3 separate regions of the Sus scrofa genome follow, and all the other regions are linked to region 3. Evidence: chromatin contacts called from public Hi-C and promoter capture Hi-C data. All regions are on one chromosome and are shown on one strand. Each heading gives the region's core, a stretch centred on a gene start, on an enhancer-like site or on the middle of the called end of the contact. The rest is flanking DNA. Distances are from core to core; before and after follow the strand shown. Region 1 holds the start of CCDC92 (coiled-coil domain-containing protein 92). Region 2 overlaps ZNF664 (zinc finger protein 664). Region 3 holds the start of DNAH10 (dynein heavy chain 10, axonemal).

Region 1 (4,331 bases), core at 930-3,429, 180 kb before region 3:
ACATACTTCATATCACTGAACTCAGTGGAGTAGATAGGGCAGGTATTATCACCATTTATAGAAAAGAAAACTGAGGCTTAGAATGATTAAGCGTCCTCCCCAAGGTCACAGGACTTTAAAGTAATAGAGTCATAATTACAATGGGAGAAGGGTGGAGGCTCCCACATGGATATTTCTTAACCAAAGAGAACTTTCATCATAAACACTTAGTCTCTGTAATTAGCATAGGTCTGTGCTCCCTTCACTAAAATTTCATTTCAGCAGAGAACAATAACCAAAAAGATGTTTTAAATATAAAATTAAAACATAAATTGCCACTGGCCCAGGAAATGGATAGATAAACTATCATATACTCAAACTATGGAACATGATGCAGCAGTTCTGAAAAATAAGTGAATGCATTATATGCTAAAATGGAAAGATAAGAGTACACCAGTACTTATTAAAACAAAGATAATACAAGTACACACTCAGGTAAAAACGCTTTAAAAGATCTAAAATGATCTAAACAAATATGTAATAGTTATCTCTGGAAATAGAGGTTGGTAGTCAAAGATTTAAGCCATCTCTGTGATGACTTTTACAAAGACTTTTTACTTTGCTAATTTAAAACAAACTTTTTAAAATTTAAATTAACCTATGGGTTGAACAAGGTCATTTTCCTATTCTAAAAAGCTGTGCATCTATAGAGCAAGTAAGGGGCCCCTCTAAAAACAAACAAACAAAAAAGACAAAATATATAAACAAAAAGTTTGATCCTTGTAAAACAATAAACTCTCCCACAAAACATTCCTTTAAAAAAGCAAAAGCTTAGAATTAAAAAAAAAAAAATCTACTCTCCTTTGTTGCAATAAGACAACTAATAAACTACCAACTAGAGAGTACAGAACAGGCTCCTCCTAGAGAGATTTAGCTGTTAAGAGTTCGGCAAAGAAGGTTTCACAAAGGAGCTGAGTTTTGAGGGAAATGAGAGGTGACTTGGCAGAGAGATGCGGGAAGATTAGGCCAGATGGGGAAATGTCTGGGAGGTGGATATACTGAGTTAATCAGAAGCAGGGCACAGGAAGAAAACTGGAGTAAAGTCCTGAAAGAGAGAAGGATTCCTTTGGATGTGGGAGGTGAGAGGGATCTCAACTGCGCTGCCATCCAGTTTACCTGGGTGAGAATCCGGCCCTCGTTATGGTCAAACAATGGAGGCGTCCAGCGGCAGCAGCGTTGTGCGCTGGGTGCGCGAAGGGTTCCTCATCACCTGAGTAGGATGCTCGCCTGGCTCTGCTGGGACGCGAGGCGCTCTAAAAAAAAACAAAAAACAAAAACAAAAAACCACACATACACACACACAACATCACACCATGCAGCGAGGCTTCGCCGCCGCACAGCCCGGCTCCCAGATCCCACGGCGCGGCCATTACCGTCTCTCCGGGGACCCGCCTGGAAAGGCTCCAAGGCGCGGCTTCAAGGGTTTCTAAAGCTGTTTTGCTCCCCCTTCCCTCGGCTCCAACAACAATGGAGCTCGGCTCGGGAGTCCGGTTCCCGCGGGGCCTCCGCCCGGCCTCGCCCCTGCCGCTGCCCATCCGTCCCCGCGCGCCCGGCCGCCATCTGTGACCCCCTCTCCCCGCTCTCAGGCGCTGCGGGCCGAAGCCGGCTCGCCGAGGCCCGAGGCCAGACTGCTCTCCCTGGCGTCGGCCCGGTGGCCGCCAAGCCGCCCGGCTGCGCGGAGCTGCTCTGACCTTTCCCGATGCCCGGGGACCGGCTCCAGCTCCAGGCCCATCCTAAGTGATGGGTTGTTTTTCTTTTCTTTAATCCACTCATCCTCCTTCCGACCCCGAGCCCGTCCCCCGGCCCCCCCGCCCCCGCAGTTATCCAGAAAAGAAATAAAGAGACTACAGCCCGGCCACCCGAGAACTCACTCCAAGTGAGGGGTTGAAGCGCCCCAGGCCGCGGACTCCGCGCACCCACCCTCCCTCTCCTCAAGGGACACCTCACAGGTGCGCCTCCGAGCCGCGCGCGCGCGCTCCGCACACCCAGACGCCTCCGGGGGACAGCGCGCGTGCGCACGCACGAGGCCGGCGAGCCCCGGGGGAGCGGGGGCCGCACGCATGCGCGTCGCCTGGCCCTCGCCCCTTCCCTCCGCCTTTGCCCCCGCCCCCGTCGGCCGCCCGCGCGCGCCCTCCCCCCAAGCCCAGGCAGGTCCAGGGTACCCCCACACACACCCCACAGCCCAGAGCGCGCACGCTCCCGCTCGCCCGCCTAGCTCCTCCTTCCCCCCGCCCTACCAGGGCCCCGCGTTACCCTGGGCAACCGCAGTGCAGCCGCACCTGAGCTGTGCGCCTGCGTCCCACCCGCCAGACCCTCCCTTCCCCTCAGTCGGTACCCCAGCCCCGCACAGTTTCGGGAGGGGGGCGTCGCCCCCTCCTAGCAAAGTGAGTATCGATCGGTTTCCCCCGCCCCTCCCGCAGACACAGACCCGCAGTCTCCCCGGCGCCTCGGCAGCCCGCCTGGTCAGCGCGGCCAGGCCTCGCCGCCCGGGCCCCCGCTCCCAGCTTGCACCGCGGCGAGCGCTCGGGTGGGAGCCGGCGAGATGCGCTCGGCGGGCGGTGCCCACTGACCTCCCTCGGCGGCCCGGCCGGGGCAGGGCTGGAGCCGGGAGCCAGCCCCGCCCGCCGCCCCGCCCATGGGCTACCGGCCCCCGCTGCCGCCCGCCGGGAGGACCGAGCCGAGGCGGGGAGCTGCCTGAAGGACCAAGCCTGCCGCGCCCGCAGGTGAGGCGGGGCCCGAGGTGTGACCGAGTCCATCCCCGCTCACCTGGCGGTACCTGCCAGGAGGCTCTCTGGGCGCCAGCGGGGGCCGGAGGCACCTGTCGGGGCAAGAACTCATTTAGATAATATTTAAAGTCCTCACTGCAGGGGGAGGGCTGCTCCCATCCCACCCCCACCGCTCAGAGGGTAGGGAAGGGTGTCCCTTTGAGGAGACATCGCCGGAAGAGGAGAACGAAGAGGTTGAAAGAAGGACAAAAGTGAGGCGCAAGGACCCCCTCGCTGGCTACCTGCAGGGTCTTCCAGTCCATTATGGGGCGGGCTATGCCCTTGCTCGGGCTTCAGTCCAGGCTGCGGTCCCTCCCTACGGCGCACCCAAGCCAATCCGAAGGGGGAGAAGAGAGCAGCCTAGGGGCCGTTCCTGCCAGTCCCGGGGTGGGATTGTAGGATGAGGGATCCGCATTGCAGGTGCACCAGGAGCGCCCAAGGGCCTGGCCCTGCTTTGTCTGGGATGCTGTGGGGAGGAGGCCGTCGGAATCCACATCGCCTTTTTAAAGCGTTTTTACCACCCAGTGGATGTTAGAGACTCTCCCAGATAAGTTGCATTGTCTCCTGTCCTGATAACCCTTTACGTAAGTACTCTACCTTTACAGCCCTTTCCTGACGCTTTGATGTAGGTTTTAGTTTACCCTAAATAACGATTTGCTTGTGATTCATGACACTGAGTATAATGCAAATATGCAACAGAGCTCCAGGCTGGGCTACTGGGCTGCCGTCCGCTACAGCGAGTTACTCTAGTTCATTTAACACGTTTTCATGTTGACCTGTATTAACTTCAAGCTTTGGTATTCAGTGTGATCTATTCCAATGATGAAGTGGCCTAAGAGGAGGTATGATCGCGCTCTGTAATTTAGGTGCAGCAATCAGTCTTACAACAAAATACAAGCTGCCAGACTGTAGTATGGTAATATAGTACGCATTTCCAGAAACCTACCTGTAAGAGTGTTAAAGCTAGAATTGCTGTTTTAAGACTTTTAAGTTTGATACTTATTTGAGGAGTATTGTTATTGTTTTATTAAATGATTTTTTTGTTTTGCACAGTCAAGATTGCCCTGCATTTTCTTGCCATTGAATTGTAATGGAGAAAAATGCTAACCTTTAAAGTGACCTTTTTTTTTTTTAAATCTCCAAAGATGTTTTGAACTTATGTATTTCTTCTAGCTAAACGTTCACCTTATGTGAAATATTTATGGAATAAGGATTTAAGGCTTGTGAGATGTAGATTTATCTATGTGTGTTTACATATATGTACACACTACTGGAAAATCTTAAAATAGCTTTTATTATTCCTCTGCATCATGTCATAATTACTCAGTAAATTTAGTTTGGGTATATGTAAAATCTAAAGTACTGGACAATAGTTTTTGTGTATCAGGTTTTTACTGTAGCACCATGTAAATATATCAGTCTAATCAGTAGGTTTCTTGGAAATTAGATTTTTTATTGTTAATTCTTTTTTTAAAAATGAATTATTTTTATTTAACGACAGAAAATCATTCATGTAGGTCCTTAACT
Region 2 (4,085 bases), core at 1,474-3,973, 210 kb before region 3:
CTGAAACAGAAACGTAAATACATACATTGAAAATGCTTTTTTGTCCAGAAAATTGTTGGTTCTGTAATTAATTTCATCTAAATGTGACAACAGTAGCACAGACCTTTCTTGATATTGAGGATGGAGCTCTTATCTTCCAGAGAGATGTGTCTCTTGGATTTGCAGGTCTGAAGAAGAGAATTTGTAGATATCATGCTCCTGTTCATAGCCCAAGTACATCATCCAACAACAACCACTTACTGTAACCATCTGAGCCACATCATGGATATACTACTGAAAAAGAAAAGAAATCCTCAGACGACCTATATGCAAGTATGAGAAGCAGCTGTCCTGCATAAAGGAGCAAGAAGGAAAACTTCAACTCACTCCACTTTGAACTTCAGAAGGAACAATGTTGCTGCTACTGGAGCTAAAACACAATATTGAGCAGCCTTTCAATCCAAAGAAAGAATAAATATACGACACATGAGTATCAAATGTCATTCCCTTGCTTAATTGTCCTCAATGGTTTCCCGATCTACTTAAAATCCAATCCTTAACCTAAGGCCCAAGGTCCCACATAACCATGGTCCCACCCTTCCCGACCTCACAGGTGGCTTGATGTCAGCTGCCTCTCCTCTACCTAAAGAAGGCCCCTGGGAAGATGCTATTTTAATCTCATACCTGATTCCTTCAAAGCACAGAGAATTTGTAATTATCTTATTGTTCCCTGCTTTTTGATTTGCTCCTGTACTAGGATATAAACACCAGGAGGGAGGAACTCTGTGTTGCTCACTTTTATATTCTGGGGAGGTATTCAATTAATATTCGTTCAAAGCAACCACAGAGTACTTTATGATACCCCTCTCTCCTGCAGGCATGCCCTGCTTCATCCTGGCACAGCGAATAAAGGGACATTGTTCAGTGCCTTATTACCAGACTTTTGATAACCAACATGGAGTAAAATACACACCAAATAGGAGAGGAAATACAAGAACATCCCAAATATTCAATCTGAAACCTTTTGAGGTTTAGGATGTCTTAGTCATATTTTCATGTCCTGTATTTTATACTTAATAAGTGATGCTTCAATTAATGAAATCAACAGATCTTTAAAAAAATCACTCTCAATTATATGTTCCATACAAAGGCAGGGTACATGAGAGACTAAAGAGATTTCTTTTAACATTAAAAGTGCAAAATAATTGGGATGGACATGCTATAAAATTTGGTTGTGATGACTGTTGTACACCTTTAAACGTAATAAAATTCATTAAGTAATAAAAAATAAAAATAAAATTGCAAAATAAGTTGGACTGTTTCTAGGTGGAAGTGTTAGGAAAACGAAATTCAACTAGATAAGCAAAATTTCAGCTATATATATATCTATATATATATAGAGAGAGAGTGTGCCAATGTCTGAAAAATTACATATCCTTTGACCTAGTAATCACACTTCTAGAGATCTATCCCAGGGGTGTACTGACAAAAATAGGAAATGACTGATGCCCTAGTTTATTCAGTGAGGCAGTACTTGTCAGAGCATATCTGCAGGCAACCCAAGGCCCACTGGGGACTGGCTAAATCACCTATGAGACTTCCTTACAATGAAACACTGCTTGGCCGCTTTAAAAAGGAATGAGGAAGAGCATTATGTACCAACGTAGAACGAACCCAGGTAATACTGTTCAGTGGAAAAAAAAAAAAAAAAAAGCATGGAATCAAATAATATTTAAAATATGCTATCTTTTGTGTAAAAAAGGAGAATATGAATTATTTACATATTTCTTTACATGAGTATAAAAGTAAACATGGAGAAGGATAATACAAAATGAATTTTTATTGAAATATAGTTAATTAACAATGTTAGTTTCAAATATACAGTGATTCATATACACATATATAATCCTTTTCAGACTCTTCCATTACAGTTATTGCAAGACACTGAGTAGAGTTCCCTGTGCTATACAGTAGGTCCTTGTTGTTTACTTATTTTATATACAGTAGTGTGTACATGTTATCCCAAACTCCTAATTTATCTCTCCCCTCTCCCATCCGTTATCCCTTTTGATAACAAGTTTTCTATGTCTGGGAGTCTATTTCTATTTAACACAGAAGGAATTTAAAGGGCTATCTACAGGGGAAGAAGTAGAAAAGGATGAAGTAAGATTTCTCTAAATGTAACTTGTTACACAGTTTTGACTTTGGAAAATAGAAATGTTTATATTTTCAAAAAATAAATAAAAAGAAAAACAATCCCTAGATTTTTAGAACAAAATGAAGAAAATGAACTTTAAGTTTCAACTTGGTGACATATCCACAAATTTTTTTTGAGTACAGCAGACTGACTATACACACTTAGAGGGGCATTCTGTTGAAAAATGGAGCCGCAAAGAAGTCAAATCTCTTTCAATAGTTTAGCTCAGTTATAAAAATGTTCGTGTTTTTATAAAGTAGGATAATATAAATAAGTTATTATGTGAATGCTGTTAGGAGCCAAGATTCAAGGTAAAAGAAATGAGATACAAATATAATATCAAAATTAAGAGGGAAATTCTATAACATAAAAATCTGATAGAGAAGTATCAGTTTGAATTCATACCTTTTTTTTTTTTTTTTTTTTAACCTCTGTCCACCAGAAAGTCCTGGAAGCAATGACAACCAACAGCAATGGTCCCTTCCCTCATATTTCCTTTACCACCAAATGGCACAGGGATCCTTGCCGAAAGGCTGGCTTCAAGGCCAGAGCAGTGCTTTATAAAATGAGCCTGGGACATCTTGTTATGCCAGAATGCAAGGGAGTCAAGCCAAGAGAACACAGATGCCAATTTATGAAGAGACTCCCATCGGCCAAAAATGGGACAGCTAAATATCAGAAGGAACAATGAATGCAATCCATTGAAACACACTAAATATACAAACCCCCATGAGTTCACAATGATTCAAGGGGTGGGCAGGAGCTGAGAGAAAGAGAGGGACAGAGGCAGAGAGACTCAAGGCACCAGACTAAACCAACCAGACACCAACTTCACCTCTTCTGAAACTCAGCAACTAAGAGGAAAGAACTGAGCATCCACCCTGTCCTTCCTGTGAGTCAGCTTTCTGGATAACACAACAATCCAGCAGTAAATGTGCAGCCTTAACAACATGCCCGCTTCAGACCACGGTAAGAAATGGGTGCAGTTTCAGAAGAAAGGCTGATCAACTTTTTCACATGTTCAGGATCAGGCTGTCAACCCCTGAGCCCACTGACCAATGTTAGCATAACTCCAAGAAGAACAACCAGCCCTTGCGCCTCCTGAAGCAATGCAACAGGAAGCACACAGCATCACCTGAAATGTTCTTGCCAAACACACCTCTAGGACTCATTTTTATTCAAAAGAACTAGGAGGGAGAAAGGAACTACCAGGACACAAGCAGAACAGTATCAAAATGTAGCCAGGCCACAGGACAACTGCCCATTTCTACAACAAGTAAATGGTATACAGTGAGGGAGGGGCAGCTCTAGATTAGAGACCTGAGACATAACAATCACATGTAACTTGAGGACCTACCTTCTTTGGAATCTGATTCAATAAGCCAGCTGCTAACAGGGACAACCAGAGAAATATGATTAGGGACTAGGTTTCAGATTGCACAAAGAATACTCTTCACTGTATCAGGTGCACTAATGCCTTTGCAGTTATGTTAAGCAAACGTCTGTATTTTTAGGGATGTATACTTAAGTCTGTAAGAATGAAATGACATGATGTCTAAGATGTGTCTAAAAATGCTTTGGCCAAAATTACAAGTACAGATAAAGCAAATGTGGGAGAACTATTCCATCTAGGTCATGGATAAATGATGAATAAAATAGTCTTATCTTCTTTTACATATGTCATTTTTCAGGAAAACAAAACTGGTTAATGCTGGGAAGACATTCCTTTTCTACTCCTTTTGCAAAAACAGACAGATCCCAGAACCAGGCGCACCGCATAGAGGTGGAACAACTAAACAGACACAATCCTGCAATGGCTATGACTTCCCCCCAATCAATCCTGAGCACGTGATGATGTGTATACCTCAGATGTCACTGGAGAACTGAGAGAAGGGGACAGTGACATTCA
Region 3 (3,975 bases), core at 772-3,271:
CATATGGAGTTCCCAGGCCAGGGATCATATCTGAGCCACAGTTGCAACCTATGCCGCAGCTGTGGCAATGCTGGAACCTTAACCCACTGTGCTGGGCTGGGGATCGAACCTGCATCCCAGTGCTACAGAGACCTAGCCAATCCCGTTGCGCCACAGCAGGAACTCCGACTACTACCCTTTTAGGAGGAAAAAAAAAAGGTTCTGCCTGGCAAACCATTCCATCCTGTGAAAGGCCCTTTGGGAGATCCAGAAGTTTTGTGAAGATGTGAGACTAGCACAGGAGGCTGACACTCATGCGACACACAACACAAACCCCGTCTGTCCATGACAACAGCTCTGATGCTGGTGCTCCTGCTAGAGGAGAACTTATGTGTTTCTCAGTCTCTTTCTCTGACAGGCACCTGAGTGTCTCCTTCACTCTGTCCTATCTTCCCCGTCCCCTACACACAAACACCCCATCTCCACAGGCCCTCTTTGTGTCCCTGGGCTGGACCAGCCATCTCCACAGAGGGTTCTGGGTGACCAGTCACTGTCATTATTTTTATTTGAAATGCTAAATGGTTCAATTGCTAAACATGTACATTGTCTAAAATTTTTTAAAAACCTTGTTCTGTCATTATTCTATAACAGCATGTGGGGAGCCCAGGAAGATGTGAAGGGTGCTCCTCTCCACCTCCAGAGACCCTGCCACCATCAGGGAGGGTGAGGATGCAGTGTCCCTCCCAGCCCCAGGGCCATTTCTCTATCCATCTATTGTATGTCATTGCACAGTGACTTCTATTCTTCTGAGTCTTTACTGACTCTGTGACCCATGCGGGTGAGTTTCTTAACCCTCTCTGTGCCACAACTTGCTCATCTGTAAAAGAGGGGTAATAATACACCCACCTCATGGGATTAATAGTTGATATAAGCTTTTGGAACTTTACCTGGTACAGAGTAAGCGATAAATGACTGTTTGCTGTGATTATTCATTCAAAGTCTGACTTTCCAAGTGGACTGTGAGCGCCTGCCCAGTCCGCCCAGTGCCTGGACTACGCCTGCACAGTGGGCGACCATAAACATTTGCCGACTGCACTAGAGGCCAAGAGCAGCGGGTGGGCTGGGGGTCTGCACTCCTCGCGGGCATGGGGAGGGAACCGGGCAGGTGGGGAGCCGCGGGAGGGCGGCCGCAGGGCTCACCGATCGCCACCTCCACCTCCACCTCCACCTCCTCGGGCACCACCTTGCGGTAGAAGAAGAGAGTCGAAGCGCCCTCCTCGTCGCTGCTCTGGTTGAGGAAGTGCAGGATAAGGTCCTCAACCTCGCCGTCGTTGCGGTTCAGCAGCTCCTCGAAGAGCTGGGGGTCTCTGATGCCGAAAGCGGTGTACAAGCGGTCGCGCATCCACAGCACCCTCAGGTCGTCCATGGCACCTCAGGGCCCGAAGCGCTTGGGCCTGGGAGCCGAGCGCCCGGCGGGCGTCCGTAGTAACGGCGCCCCTGGCAACGGGCGCCCAGGCAACGGCCGCCGCGGGCGCGTGGTCACACATTCCCGGGGCCACACGGTGCTCAGGCCCGCCTGCACCTGGATCCCCGCGCTCGCAGAGGCGCGAACCGAGACACTGGATTGCGGCGCGGAGCCCCCTGGGGAAGGAACGGGAGCCCCCGCACTCGCGCAGAGGGGCGCCAGCGGCTCTTTCCCGGTTGGGCGCCCTCTTCCTCCTGGGAGGACCGAGGTGAGCAGGGTGGCCGCACGCAAGCCCCTGGGGCAGAAAGACGTTTTGAGCTTGTGTCAGACACCTTGACCAAGGGAGGTGGACTAAAGGCCTCGCGGAGCGACAGGAGCCTCGGAAGCGCTGGATGAGCAAGGCCTCCAGTGATTGTCACCGCCACCCTGTCTGGGGCTTCCTGCCCATTTTGTAAATATAGAAACAGAGGCGTGAGAAGTGACAAGGTCACCGCAAAGTTGGATTCAAGGCAGAACAATAGTCTAAGGTCTCCGTTTCGAAGGGTGTTAGAAGAGCAAATGCACAGCCAAGAGTTCCATGAAGGGTCAAGTTCCTTCTGGTGTGCCAAGATCAGGGAAGCGGGAGTCCCCAAAAGGGACACTGGCTACAGGATCAGAGAAGAATGAGCCCAGGGCTTAGGCTTTCTAGCCGAGCTACAGCATAATAAAGCAAAACACCCACGTTTCAAAAATAGAAATATGTTTATTTTTCAATAAAAGGAAGTTCAATACTGATAGGAAGATGTAAATTTGTCTTTTCATGCACTTGTGGATCTTTAACTTGTTCACTGTCATCTCCCCTCACAGTTAAGTCCCTAGTTTATTAGGCTGACCTTAAGAACCTAGCCTTCTCATTGGAATTTCCTATCAAGGAACAAGTGGAATGTTCTAAGTATTAAAATTCTAAACCAGAGTTCAGCTTCAATGGTCTGTCTGGCTGTTGGAAAATTATTACTCCAAACTGTCTTATTTTCACCATCTTGAATTAAGATTTCTTAATAACCTTGCTGGAGATACACCAGATGGCATGCAAGCAAACCTGGCTTCAGATTTTTAATAAAGAAATTTGTTTTAAAATGCAGACTGCAGAACAGTTGTAGAAGTTATTTTTTGTTTCTGTTTTCCAAAATGGATCAGGCCCTAAAATGTCTGAATACTGAATTCATAAACAGAAGTGTTAACCTCTGCTGTAAACATCCTACCCTTTATTAAACTAGTGCAGAATGAAAACTGAGTTCAGAATGCTGTTATAAAATACCCATTTCAGAAACGAGGACAGAGTGGCATTCAGTGCAAGATGAGGCTCTACAAAGTCCTGGCCACAATGAATGGCCAAGTCCACAGGCTCAGTGTAACCCCCACTGAACCCACCGAACCCCCAATGCACTTCTTTCTTAAATGATTTCACCCTTGCAGGATGATCAAACTCTACTTTGCTGCAGAAATCCCTTGGATTTTTATTTTAGGATGAACACCTGGATGTAAACTGGAAAATGTGGCAATCCCTACATTTTATGTTAGGAAAATAAACAAGTATCTAGCATCCCCCAGATGAGTGACCCATTTTTCCTCTGGACATTTGCTATCAAGGGAATGAAGTGATATCTTAAAAACTTGTATACATAATAGTTCTTCCAAAGGGCTTACAAATAAAACTGAGTAATTGCTCTAGTAACATGACATTGGAATCAGTATCTTTATAAAGAAATGAAATTTACCATTGTGTCTAAAAGACACCATCACACTATAATTCTAGCGAGTTCTTTAACAAAATTCAGGACTAATAATTCATCTTTTATATATCATTACATTCTACACAACTACTACACAGGTTTCAATTGAAAAATGACTCTTCACTCTGTTCTATACCCTGATAAAGGTATTAACTGACATTAAAAAGTAGCCCCCATGACAATTACCAGTGGGGAGCAGTAAAGAATTCTAGCGGATACTGTGTGTCCCTTGTGTACTCATCAGTTAACAGTGCCCTGAAATCATGGGGGGGGGGAGGGTCCTAGGGATGAATCAGTTACCATTTAATTACAACAGATCCTTGGAGTAAAGTCATAAAAATAAGAACTTGTGAAGGACAAGTTTGAAACCCGGAAGGCATTATTCAGATTTCGTGTTCACCCAACAAAAGTGTCCAACCTTACACCTTCCTGGGGAACCTTCACTTTGAAAGCAGAACCATGTTCAAGAGTTTCATCAGTATGGTTTTTTGTTTGATATTTTAATGAGAAGCAACATCTCAGCATAGAATCTTTACTCCAATTAAAAAGGTTTCACGTTAGAATCACAGTTATGTCATGATGGTCAATTCATGCCTCTCAGCAAACAGGCTTTGAAGTTACCTGAAAAGATACGCTTAAATTCAGGGCTACTATGATCTGAGCTTGTAAGGAAAACTCCAAACTCTCTACCACCAGCCAGGGTGAAGGGTTAGGGAGACAAGTGGGCCTTTTCATGTGTGTTACTCAAAATGTTAAGAA

The links. Promoter capture Hi-C pulls out the DNA fragments that hold promoters and counts their contacts. Hi-C and Micro-C count contacts between places; a contact is called where the count stands out from the background.
Region 1: a promoter capture Hi-C map of fetal skeletal muscle shows a contact between it and region 3, with 4 times the contacts expected there. The contact joins the promoter of CCDC92 here to the promoter of DNAH10 in region 3. A contact is called at or near these places in 2 of 5 promoter capture datasets (fetal skeletal muscle and liver) and 2 of 47 Hi-C or Micro-C datasets (embryonic fibroblasts and fetal skeletal muscle).
Region 2: a contact with region 3 is called in a Hi-C map of skeletal muscle, with 6 times the contacts expected there. The contact joins the enhancer-like site here to the promoter of DNAH10 in region 3. A contact is called at or near these places in 1 of 5 promoter capture datasets (liver) and 14 of 47 Hi-C or Micro-C datasets (embryonic fibroblasts, fetal heart ventricle, heart right ventricle and 6 more).

Annotation. Positions count from the first base shown.
Region 1 is chr14:29,066,325-29,070,655 of Sscrofa11.1, forward strand. CCDC92 (coiled-coil domain-containing protein 92) reads left to right here and starts at 2,180. Exons shown (of 4, transcript XM_021072235.1): 1 at 2,180-2,423. It overlaps ZNF664 (zinc finger protein 664), which reads right to left and starts at 2,598. Exons shown (of 4, transcript XM_021072245.1): 1 at 2,468-2,598; 2 at 1,156-1,292.
Region 2 is chr14:29,035,493-29,039,577 of Sscrofa11.1, forward strand. ZNF664 (zinc finger protein 664) reads right to left here. Exons shown (of 4, transcript XM_021072245.1): 3 at 104-167. Among named protein-coding and RNA genes, the nearest start is that of CCDC92, 31 kb to the right of the region's middle. Within about 2 kb of position 2,724, at least 7 of the 83 cell types and tissues checked have an H3K27ac peak or open chromatin away from gene starts, as enhancers often do. A contact at or near this core is called in omental adipose tissue and skeletal muscle, where this site is marked.
Region 3 is chr14:29,248,234-29,252,208 of Sscrofa11.1, forward strand. It overlaps DNAH10 (dynein heavy chain 10, axonemal), which reads right to left and starts at 2,022. Exons shown (of 78, transcript XM_021072222.1): 1 at 1,180-2,022. The coding sequence starts at 1,405. ATP6V0A2 (V-type proton ATPase 116 kDa subunit a) reads right to left here. Exons shown (of 19, transcript XM_021072229.1): 19 at 2,167-3,975.